Linked DNA regions of Canis lupus: regions 1 and 3 are each linked to region 2. Evidence: chromatin contacts called from public Hi-C data. All regions are on one chromosome and are shown on one strand. The core of a region is the stretch at or near the end of the contact, and the rest is flanking DNA. Distances in the headings are between cores, read along the strand shown. Region 1 has its middle 19 kb from the start of TICAM2. Region 2 holds the start of CCDC112 (coiled-coil domain-containing protein 112). Region 3 holds the start of AP3S1 (AP-3 complex subunit sigma-1).

The links. A called contact is a pair of places that touch in the nucleus more often than the background predicts.
Region 1: a Hi-C map of blood shows a contact between it and region 2, with 4 times the contacts expected there. The contact joins the enhancer-like site here to the promoter of CCDC112 in region 2. A contact is called at or near these places in 6 of 9 Hi-C or Micro-C datasets (amygdala, blood and liver).
Region 3: a contact with region 2 is called in a Hi-C map of blood, with 4 times the contacts expected there. The contact joins the promoter of AP3S1 here to the promoter of CCDC112 in region 2. A contact is called at or near these places in 2 of 9 Hi-C or Micro-C datasets (both in blood).

The regions. Positions count from the first base shown.
Region 1 is chr11:5,600,210-5,603,116 of UU_Cfam_GSD_1.0, forward strand. No RefSeq gene overlaps it. Among named protein-coding and RNA genes, the nearest start is that of TICAM2, 19 kb to the left of the region's middle. Within about 2 kb of position 1,497, at least 16 of the 20 cell types and tissues checked have an H3K27ac peak or open chromatin away from gene starts, as enhancers often do. A contact at or near this core is called in blood, where this site is marked.
Region 2 is chr11:5,321,555-5,324,507 of UU_Cfam_GSD_1.0, forward strand. It overlaps CCDC112 (coiled-coil domain-containing protein 112), which reads right to left and starts at 1,605. Exons shown (of 9, transcript XM_038551839.1): 1 at 1,468-1,605. The coding sequence starts at 1,590. It overlaps LOC119876793 (a long non-coding RNA gene), which reads right to left. Exons shown (of 2, transcript XR_005366513.1): 2 at 2,907-2,953.
Region 3 is chr11:5,812,133-5,814,939 of UU_Cfam_GSD_1.0, forward strand. AP3S1 (AP-3 complex subunit sigma-1) reads left to right here and starts at 1,405. Exons shown (of 5, transcript XM_038551848.1): 1 at 1,405-1,553. The coding sequence starts at 1,485. It overlaps ATG12 (ubiquitin-like protein ATG12), which reads right to left and starts at 1,258. Exons shown (of 5, transcript XR_005366528.1): 1 at 813-1,258.

The DNA of each region.
Region 1 (2,907 bases), core at 247-2,746, 280 kb after region 2:
AGCAAACGACAACAGACAAGGTGCCAAGGACCCCGCGGCCCAGACACCATTTGTTCCCAGATCCACAGGGGTGGGCAGGTGACATGTACTGCGCTTCGGAAGGAGATGACGGAGTTTTCATCTACTTTTTCTGAGATAAAGGAGACTGAATACGGAGTTCCTGAACGCCACTTATAATCAACACACTATTGCAAGTCTTAAAATGCACCATATCTTTAAAGATTATTTTTTATTTTTTTAGTTGACTGCCTAAAACCCAGCTCACAGCGGCCGGCCCCAAATTTGCTTTTAACCAAATCAGCTTTTGGCCAAGATGCCAAAGACAAAAACCAAAACCGAAAGTTTCAGCCCTGGCTCCCAGGGTCCCGCAGACGCTTCACGCAGAACCTCTCGGCCACTTGCTTACGTTCGGAGGTGGTTTTTCCCCAGAAACAGGTTTTCTGGTCAAAGGGAAACCTACGAGCAAAGCAGAAGGCTGCCCGGACTCTCCCTGAAGAGGGAGAGGGTCCGCCGGCCTCAAGCCCGCCGCAAGCCCCGCCGCCGCTCCCGCCGCCGCTCCCGCCCGGGAGCCCGCTTACTCGCCTGCACCGCGGAGGCCCGCGCCCAGGCCCGCGCCCAGCCCCGCGGCTCCCGCGTCTTCCTCTCCCCTCGGGACACCTCGCGGGCAGCGCCTTCCCCGAGACTGTGCCGGGCGCCGCAGCCCCGCCCCTCGCGTGCCCACGCCCACCGCCCGCGGGCCGCCGGGAGGAGGGCCCCGGCCCGGAGCTCAGGCCCCGCCCACCACGTGCCCACGCCCACCGCCCGCGGGCCGCCGGGAGGAGGGCCCCGGCCTGGAGCTCAGGCCCCGCCCACCACGTGCCCACGCCCACCGCCCGCGGGCCGCCGGGAGGAGGGCCCCGGCCCGGAGCTCAGGCCCCGCCCACCATGTGCCCACGCCCACCGCCCGCGGGCCGCCGGGAGGAGGGCCCCGGCCCGGAGCTCAGGCCCCGCCCACCACGTGCCCACGCCCACCGCCCGCGGGCCGCCGGGAGGAGGGCCCCGGCCCGGAGCTCAGGCCCCGCCCACCACGTGCCCACGCCCACCGCCCGCGGGCCGCCGGGAGGAGGGCCCCGGCCCGGAGCTCAGGCCCCGCCCACCATGTGCCCACGCCCACCGCCCGCGGGCCGCCGGGAGGAGGGCCCCGGCCCGGAGCTCAGGCCCCGCCCACCACGTGCCCACGCCCACCGCCCGCGGGCCGCCGGGAGGAGGGCCCCGGCCCGGAGCTCAGGCCCCGCCCACCACGTGCCCACGCCCACCGCCCGCGGGCCGCCGGGAGGAGGGCCCCGGCCCGGAGCTCAGGCCCCGCCCACCACGTGCCCACGCCCACGCCCCTGCGCGCGCAGACCTCTGCGGTTAGGCGCTGGGCTGGTCTCGCGGCCGCCGGCCCCAGGAACCCTCCGAGGCCTCCGCGCAGAAGGGAGGGAGGCCCGGAAGGGGCCGACGACCGGCAGTGGCGCAGGGGGACTGTCACCGAGGCAGAGGCACGCTCCCTGCGCTGCTGCTGCTGCTGCTGCGCCTTTCACTGTCCCCGGACGCCTGGGTTGGAGGCGGTGGATGGGGTCGCCGCCAGGGTGTTTGCTCGGTGCAGACTTGGGTGCTGGGGTGAGGGCTGCAGCCGCGGCTTCTCCGTCCCCGACTGGAGCGCCTAAACCCTGAATGAAGAAACCGCGGGCTTAGCCAAACCCGGGTCCTGCCGCTCCCCCTGGCTCCTTCCCGCCAGGGCCCTTCTCTGAGGTCGTGGGCCACGTCCCTGGGCAGGGATGCGCAGCGCAGCGAACCCTGCGAGAAAGCCACGCCGACAGTTTCCTCTCTAGGGCTCCTTCTGCCCAACCCAAGAAGACTGGAGTTCCGCTGAATAAAAAGGAAGAGCAAAAAGGCAATCAAGTAAAAAGTATAAAAAGCCTTACGAAGGGCAGCCCCGGCGGCCCAGCGGTTTAGCGCCGCCTTCAGCTCAGGGTGTGATCCTGGGGACGCGGGATCGGTCCCAGGTCGGGCTCCCTGCAAGGAGCCTGCTTCACACACTCTCTCTGTGCCTCTCATGAATAAATAAATAAAATCTTAAAAAAAAAAAGAGGGGGGGGCGGAATCCCTGCTTCTCCGTCGGCCTGTGTCTACCTCTCTCTATATATGTCTATCATGAATAAATAAATAAAATATTTTTTAAAAAAAAGCCTTATGAAACCAAATACCTAATTCTACCCTATCAATCTCAAGTCCCCCCATCCTAGTTTTATCCTACCAACCCAGTTCAGAAATTCTGTCCACCTCCATATTTTTAATTCCCAGGCAGTCCCTACTCCCTGCCAAAATTTCCTCTGCTTGTACTTCATCTGACAACGCTTCAAATCAGTGCTTTTCCATTTATTCACTGAAATAATGCTAATTACAAGTGCGATAAACATTTCCCCATTCACCACGCCTGTGGCATGCATAAATAAACCCAGAGTCACCAACGTCAAGGGCAAATTTTACTGGAATTGCTCCATTTTATACTTTAAATTGATTCAAGGGGATCCCTGGATGGCTCAGCGGTTTAGCGCCTGCCTTTGGCCCAGGGCGCGATCCTGGAGTCCTGGGATCAAGTCCCACATCGGGCTCCCTCCATGGAGCCTGCTTCTCCCTCTGCCTGTGCCTCTGCCTCTTTCTCCCTCTAAGTCTATCATGAATAAATAAAATCTTTGAAAAAAAATAAATTGATCCAAATTTTGCATTGTTCTTCATATTCACATGGTGTGCGAAGAAAATATGTTAAATTGGTTATGAGTTTAAGTACTTTAATTTTCTTCCCAAATTATCAAGTATACATTTCAGGAAAATGCACCGATCATTTATGCCACAAATATTTGGTATCATCTGTGTGCTCAGCAG
Region 2 (2,953 bases), core at 355-2,854:
TAAGTGCCATGGAGCAAAACAAAACCAGAAGAGGGAATAGGGTGTGATGAGTAAGGGGATTCAGTTTGGGTAAGTCATGAAAAGAAGCACTGAGGGACACCTAGGTGGCTCGGCGGTTGAGCGTCTAGATGCTTTTGGCTCAGGGTGTGATCCCAGGGTCTGGTGATCGAGTCCCACATCAGGCTTCCTGCATGAAGACTGCTTCTCCCTCTGCCTAAGTCTCTCCCTCTCTCTCTGTGTCTCTCATGAGTAAATAAATAAAATTTTAAAAAAAGAAAAGAATCACTGAGCTGATGGCACTTGAACAAAGTTACATGAAAGAAACAGAGCTAGGGGTGCCTGGGTGGCTCAGTGGTTGACCATTATCTGCCTTTGGCTCAGATCATGATCCCGGGGTCCTGGGATCAAGTCCCACATGGGGCTCCCTGCTCAGCAGAGAGGGGAACTTTTCCCTCTGCCTATGTCTCTGCCTCTCTGTGTGTCTCTCATGAATAAATAGAAGAAGTTTTTTTTTTTTAAAAAAGAAGAAAACAGAGCTAGCCACAGAATCAAGAGGGAAGAGGGAATCGCAATGACAAAGGTCCTAAGGTAGGAGAGTGCTAGGCATGCCTGAGGGACAAGCAGAAGGCTCTGCAGACCGTGGAAAGGACATCGGCTTTTACTATGAGGGCTCTGAGCTGAAGAGTGTCATTACTGGACTGAACTGCCCCGGCTGTTGAGGATACTTTAAGAAGGCAAGAATGTTAGAACAGAAACCAATTCAGAAAGTATTTCAGCCAGGGAGAAATGATGGTGTGGACAAGGGCAGCGGCACTGGAGATGTGAAGAGTGAGTGGGATTTCTGACTTACTCTGCAGGTAGGACACGGGGGGCTGCCCACGCTCTGGGTGTGGGCTGCGGGACAACGAGAGCAGTGGAGGTCTCTGGCGGAAGCAACTGGACCCAGCCGTCCCTGAGGATCCTCTGGTCCCCGGCGCGGAGACCGAGGTCCTAGGCAGATACGAGACCACCCCGTGTTTAGCTCTTCTTGTGCTCCTCGCTCAGACACAATAACGGAGCAGCCACCAACGACCGGGCACCGTGCAGGGCCCCGCGGACGTGGGGACCAGAAGGCACGGAGTCGCCAAGACGTTAGGTTCTCATCACGGGGCTGGGGGCGGCGGAGCCAGGGTTCCCACCCAGACTTTGCCTCGATGCCAAAGCCACATGGCCGTGGCTCTGAAAAAGCAGTTGCACGCACAAGCCCACAGAGCGCGACGCCCGGCGTGGGCCCGGCCGCGGCCAGGGGAGGCTCCCAGCGCCCGCGCCCCCGCCCCCGCCCCCGCCCCCGGAGGCGCTGCGGCGGACACCAGCTCGGCGGGGGCCCGACCCCGTCCCGGCCCCGTCCCGGCCCCGGCGCCCGCAGCGCCCACAGCGCCCACAGCCCCGCCCCCCCGCGGGAACGGCTTCCGGCCCTCCGCGGGTTACCTGTTGCGGCACCTGCGCGGCTCCCACGCCGCTCCCGGGGGCCGCGCCCGCGCCCGCCCCCGCCACAGCTCCCGCCACCGCCGTGGCCGCCGCCGCCACCACGACCGTCGTCAGGGCCGCCATCTTTCCTCGCCCGGCCGCTCGGGCTGCAGCGGCCACGCGGGCCACGGGGTCCGGGCCGCGGGAGCTCCTGGTCCTGCAGACGTTCCCTGCGCGGCGGAGCCCCACGGGACGCAGAGCTCGGCGGGGCCACGGCGCGGGGCGGGGCCGAGGGGCCGAGGGGCCGAGGGGCGGGGCCGGGATGCGGGGCGGGGGCCGAGGGGCGGGGCGGGGGCGGGGCCGGGGGCGGGGCCGGGATGCGGGGCGGGGGCCGAGGGGCGGGGCGGGGGCGGGGCCGGGGGCGGGGCCGGGATGCGGGGCGGGGGCTGAGGGGCGGGGCCGGGGGCGGGGCCGAGGGGCGGGGGCGGGGCCGAGGGGCCGAGGGGCCGAGGGGCCGAGGCCAGGGCAGGGCAGGTCGGAGATGGAGGGTGGAGCCGAGTCGTCGAGCTGGGCCGCGGCTCAGGACCCGGCGGGAGCTGGGGGCGTTGCTGGGCGCGGCCGACTGGGAAGCAGGCGGGAGTGCAAGGAGGGCCGGAGGGATAGGGCGCGGGCGGGGGACAGGGCGGGGCTCCGAGGGGATGCTGAGCCGGGCGGGAGCGCGGGGCGGGGCCGGGGCCGGGGGCGGGGCGCGGGGCGGGGCCGGGCGCGGGGCGGGGCCGACGCCGGAGCGGCGCCGAGAAGTGCGGCGGGGCGGAGGGCAGGGTGGGGCCGAGTCGTGGGCGGGACAGGGGCGCGGGGGCACCGCGGACCAAGTGCAGGGCGGCCGGGGGAATCTGGCCGGGCTCTGCCGGGGCTGATTCAGGGCAAGGCGGGAGCGCGGGCGGGTCGGCTTGTGAGGCGGGGCCTGAGTGTAGAACGGGTTGGGAGCGGGGCCAAGGTGTGGGGCGGGTCGGAGCGCGGGACCGGGCAGGACCTGGGAGCAGCGTGGGGCGGGGCCGGAGAGCGTGCGGGGAGGAACCTGGGTGCCGGCAGGGCGCGGCCGGGGGACGGAACGGGGCGGGGGCGGGGCGGGGGGCAGGGGCGGGGCGGAGTACGAGCAGAGGCGGGGCCGGGAGGAACCTGGGTGCCGGCAGGGCGCGGCCCGGGAACAGGAGGGGGCGGGGCGGGGCGATCGGCCAGAACCTTAGCGCTGCTGCGGGTGCGTGTCAACTTTCCCAAAAGCTTCACTACTGGTATTCAGCAAAATCTTTCTAAATCCCTCCTTTACCTCCAGTCCCCTACTCACCTTTTACTGTCACATTTATTTGTGTTATATATAGATATAGCTCTGTCTATAGTTACATATTTTACCTAATAGGACTGCTTTCTAGGTTTCTACTAAGTGCTGGTGAAACAGAGTCTCACTGTAAAAGCATTTATTTATGAGTTTGAACAATTAACTGTATTT
Region 3 (2,807 bases), core at 155-2,654, 490 kb after region 2:
CAACATTCTTCGTCCTTGATAAAATTTCGGTTTTTTGATACAAGGAGTGAATTCACACGCAGTTAATAGAAAAAAACAGCGAACTCGTCGGAAAGCGTGGATTCTAAACCAGAGTTGCTACTGAGTATCCCTATGACCTTAAATCATTAGTCAAATAATTATGTCCCAACGTTTAATACCTGGAACTACCGAAGTCCCACTCAGCTCCCACTTTCTTCTTTTTTAAAAAGATTTTATTTGACAGAGAGAGAGAGAGAGAGAGAGCGCGCGCGCGCACAAGCAGGGGACGCGCAGGGGAAGTGGGAGAAGCAGGCTCCCTACCGGGCAGGGAGCCCAACCTGGGGCTCGATCCCAGGACCCCGGGATCATGCCCTGAGCCCAGGGCAGACGCTTAACCAACTGCGCCACCCAGGCGCCCCTCAGCTCCCACGCTCCACAAGCCCGCAGTCCGACCCGCTCGGAAGAAGAGAGGAGCGCGGCGTGGGAAGTACTGCGGCGCCCAGGGGCCCGCCCAGGGGCCCACCTAGGGGCCCACCTAGGGGCCCGCCCAGGAGCCCGCCCAGGAGCCCGCCCAGGGCCCCGCCCCGCGCCGCGCCGCGCAGGGAGGTCCAGAGCCGGCCGGCCTGAGAGTCCCCAACTCAAAGGTCTCAAAAGCCGGAAACTACACTTCCTCTCTCCGGACTGGCCAAAAGCCAAGGCTGGGACCAGCCCTCCTCTGAATTTTGCTCCTTTATTGGCCGCCAGGGACCTAGTCAGACGCAATCTACACAAACCTCCCGCCTTCGCCTAGAAATTGGCTCACAAAAAATTACTTTTTTTCTTGGTGTCGCCAGCAGGTTCCTCTGTTCCCGGGGAGACGGCGGCGGAAGAAGGGGGCTCCGGAGTGGCTGTTTCTGGGGAGACCTCCGTAGGTCCTTCGCCCTCAGCAGCAGTCGAGGGAGGGAGCTGCAGCCCGGACTCCGACTCCTCAGCCATCTTGCTCAGTGCAGAGCGAGGGCGGAAGTGGCGGCTCGGCGCGTGCCGGGGGCGGGCTTTACGCCAGGGGCGTCGCTAGGGAGGCGGCGGAGGGCGGCGCGGGGGCGGGGGAGCGGAAAACCCAACGCTGAAAGGTGGGGCTGCCGGCTGGGCCTCTGTGCGGAGCATGTCGCAGAGCCCCGACCGTGAACACCGCAAGTGCGGTTTTGCCAGAGGAACAGCCCTCCGGAGGGAGTCTGCGAGCCCAGCGCGCCGCCAAGTGCGCAGGCGCCTCCCGGACAGGTGGGCTCGGGCCGGAGATGTTTCCGCTTCCCTTCGCGCCGGCCCCGCCCCGCCCGGCCCGGCCCCGCCCCGCCCCGCCCCGGCCCCGCCCCGCGACGCGGGAGCGCGCGCGCGCGCGTGCGGGAGGGGGCGGGTGGGGAAGGATCGCCGGCGAGATCCCGAGGCGAGGCTCGCGCGCCCGCCCCCGCCCCGGCCCCCAGCGCCCACCCGGTCCGCCCGGCTCAGCCATGATCAAGGCGATCCTCATCTTCAACAACCACGGGAAGCCGCGGCTCTCCAAGTTCTACCAGCCCTACGTGAGTATCCCGCCGCCTCGCCGCCTGGCCGCCTGGCCGCCTGGCCGCCGCCGCCGCCGATCCGCGTGAGGGGAGTCGCTGGCAGGCTGGCAGCGCCCTCAGGGCGACCCCCTGAGGCGCGCCGCGGCCCTTCGCGCTCCCGGGCTGTCAGCCTCCGGCTCCGTCCTCCGACGTGGCTCTGCCCGGGCGGCTCCTCCGCCTGTCTGGGCTGGGCGGCTTCCCGGCTGGCGCGGGCGAGGCTCCGGGGGACTTCCCGGGGCGGGGGCCCCGGCGGCGGGCGGCCGCAGCCCACCTGCCCTCGCGAGCCCCCCGGGCGCCCCGGCCTTGCGCCGCCCGCGGCTCGCAGCCCCACCTCCCCGACTCGCAGCCGCTCCGGGCCGACGGGTGTCCCTCCCCCGTGGACAGATGGGCTTCTGTTTTTCCCGGTAATCCGCTCGTCGCGCAGGAACTTGGGCTTCCTCCGTACGCTCTCTCCTGGGTACTGCCGTTGGGCCCTCGGCCGCCCGGTGTGACTTTCAGGTGTCTCCTTAGTAGAGAAAGAAAAGATAAGTGAGGACCTCACCTTTTTCTCGGGCTTTTCCCCTGGTGGCTGCAAAGGGAGTCCTGCAATAACTGGCGACGTTTGGCCCATGACAGCTGTGACTCTCTCCACCTGAAAGTTAACGATGGCAGCTGCTGGTTTGGCAGTTCTCTACCTAAGGGAATTGGGTCTCGTGTGTAGCTTTTCTTTTACTTAGAAAGACACTCCGTGGAGTGGAAGTAGTGCTGAAAAAATGCAGGTGTTAAGGGGGGGGGGCAAAGATGGGTAGTTTTTAAAAAAAGATTTTATTTATTTATTCATGAGAGAGGCAGAGGGAGAAGCAGGCTCCTCAAGGCCTGAGCCAAAGGCAGATGCTCAACCACTGAGCCACCCAGGTACCCTTCTCTCTCATAGAAGAGGGTTGAAGAAAGTGAGAAAATGAATTGATGATATTGACACATTGCTTTTACTTTGCGTGATCTTTTTTTTTTTTTAAAGATTTTATTTATTTATTCATGAGAGGCACACACAGAGAGAGAGAGAGAGAGAGAGGCAGAGACATAGGCAGAGAGAGGAGCAGGCTCCCTAGGGGAGCCTGATGCGGACCTCAGTCCCAGGACCCAGGGATAACCACCAGAGCCAAAGGTGGAGGCTCAACCACTGAACCACTCAGATACCCTAAGATAAGTAATTTGTTAATGACTGAGCGAGGGTTACAGACATAGGTGCCTATC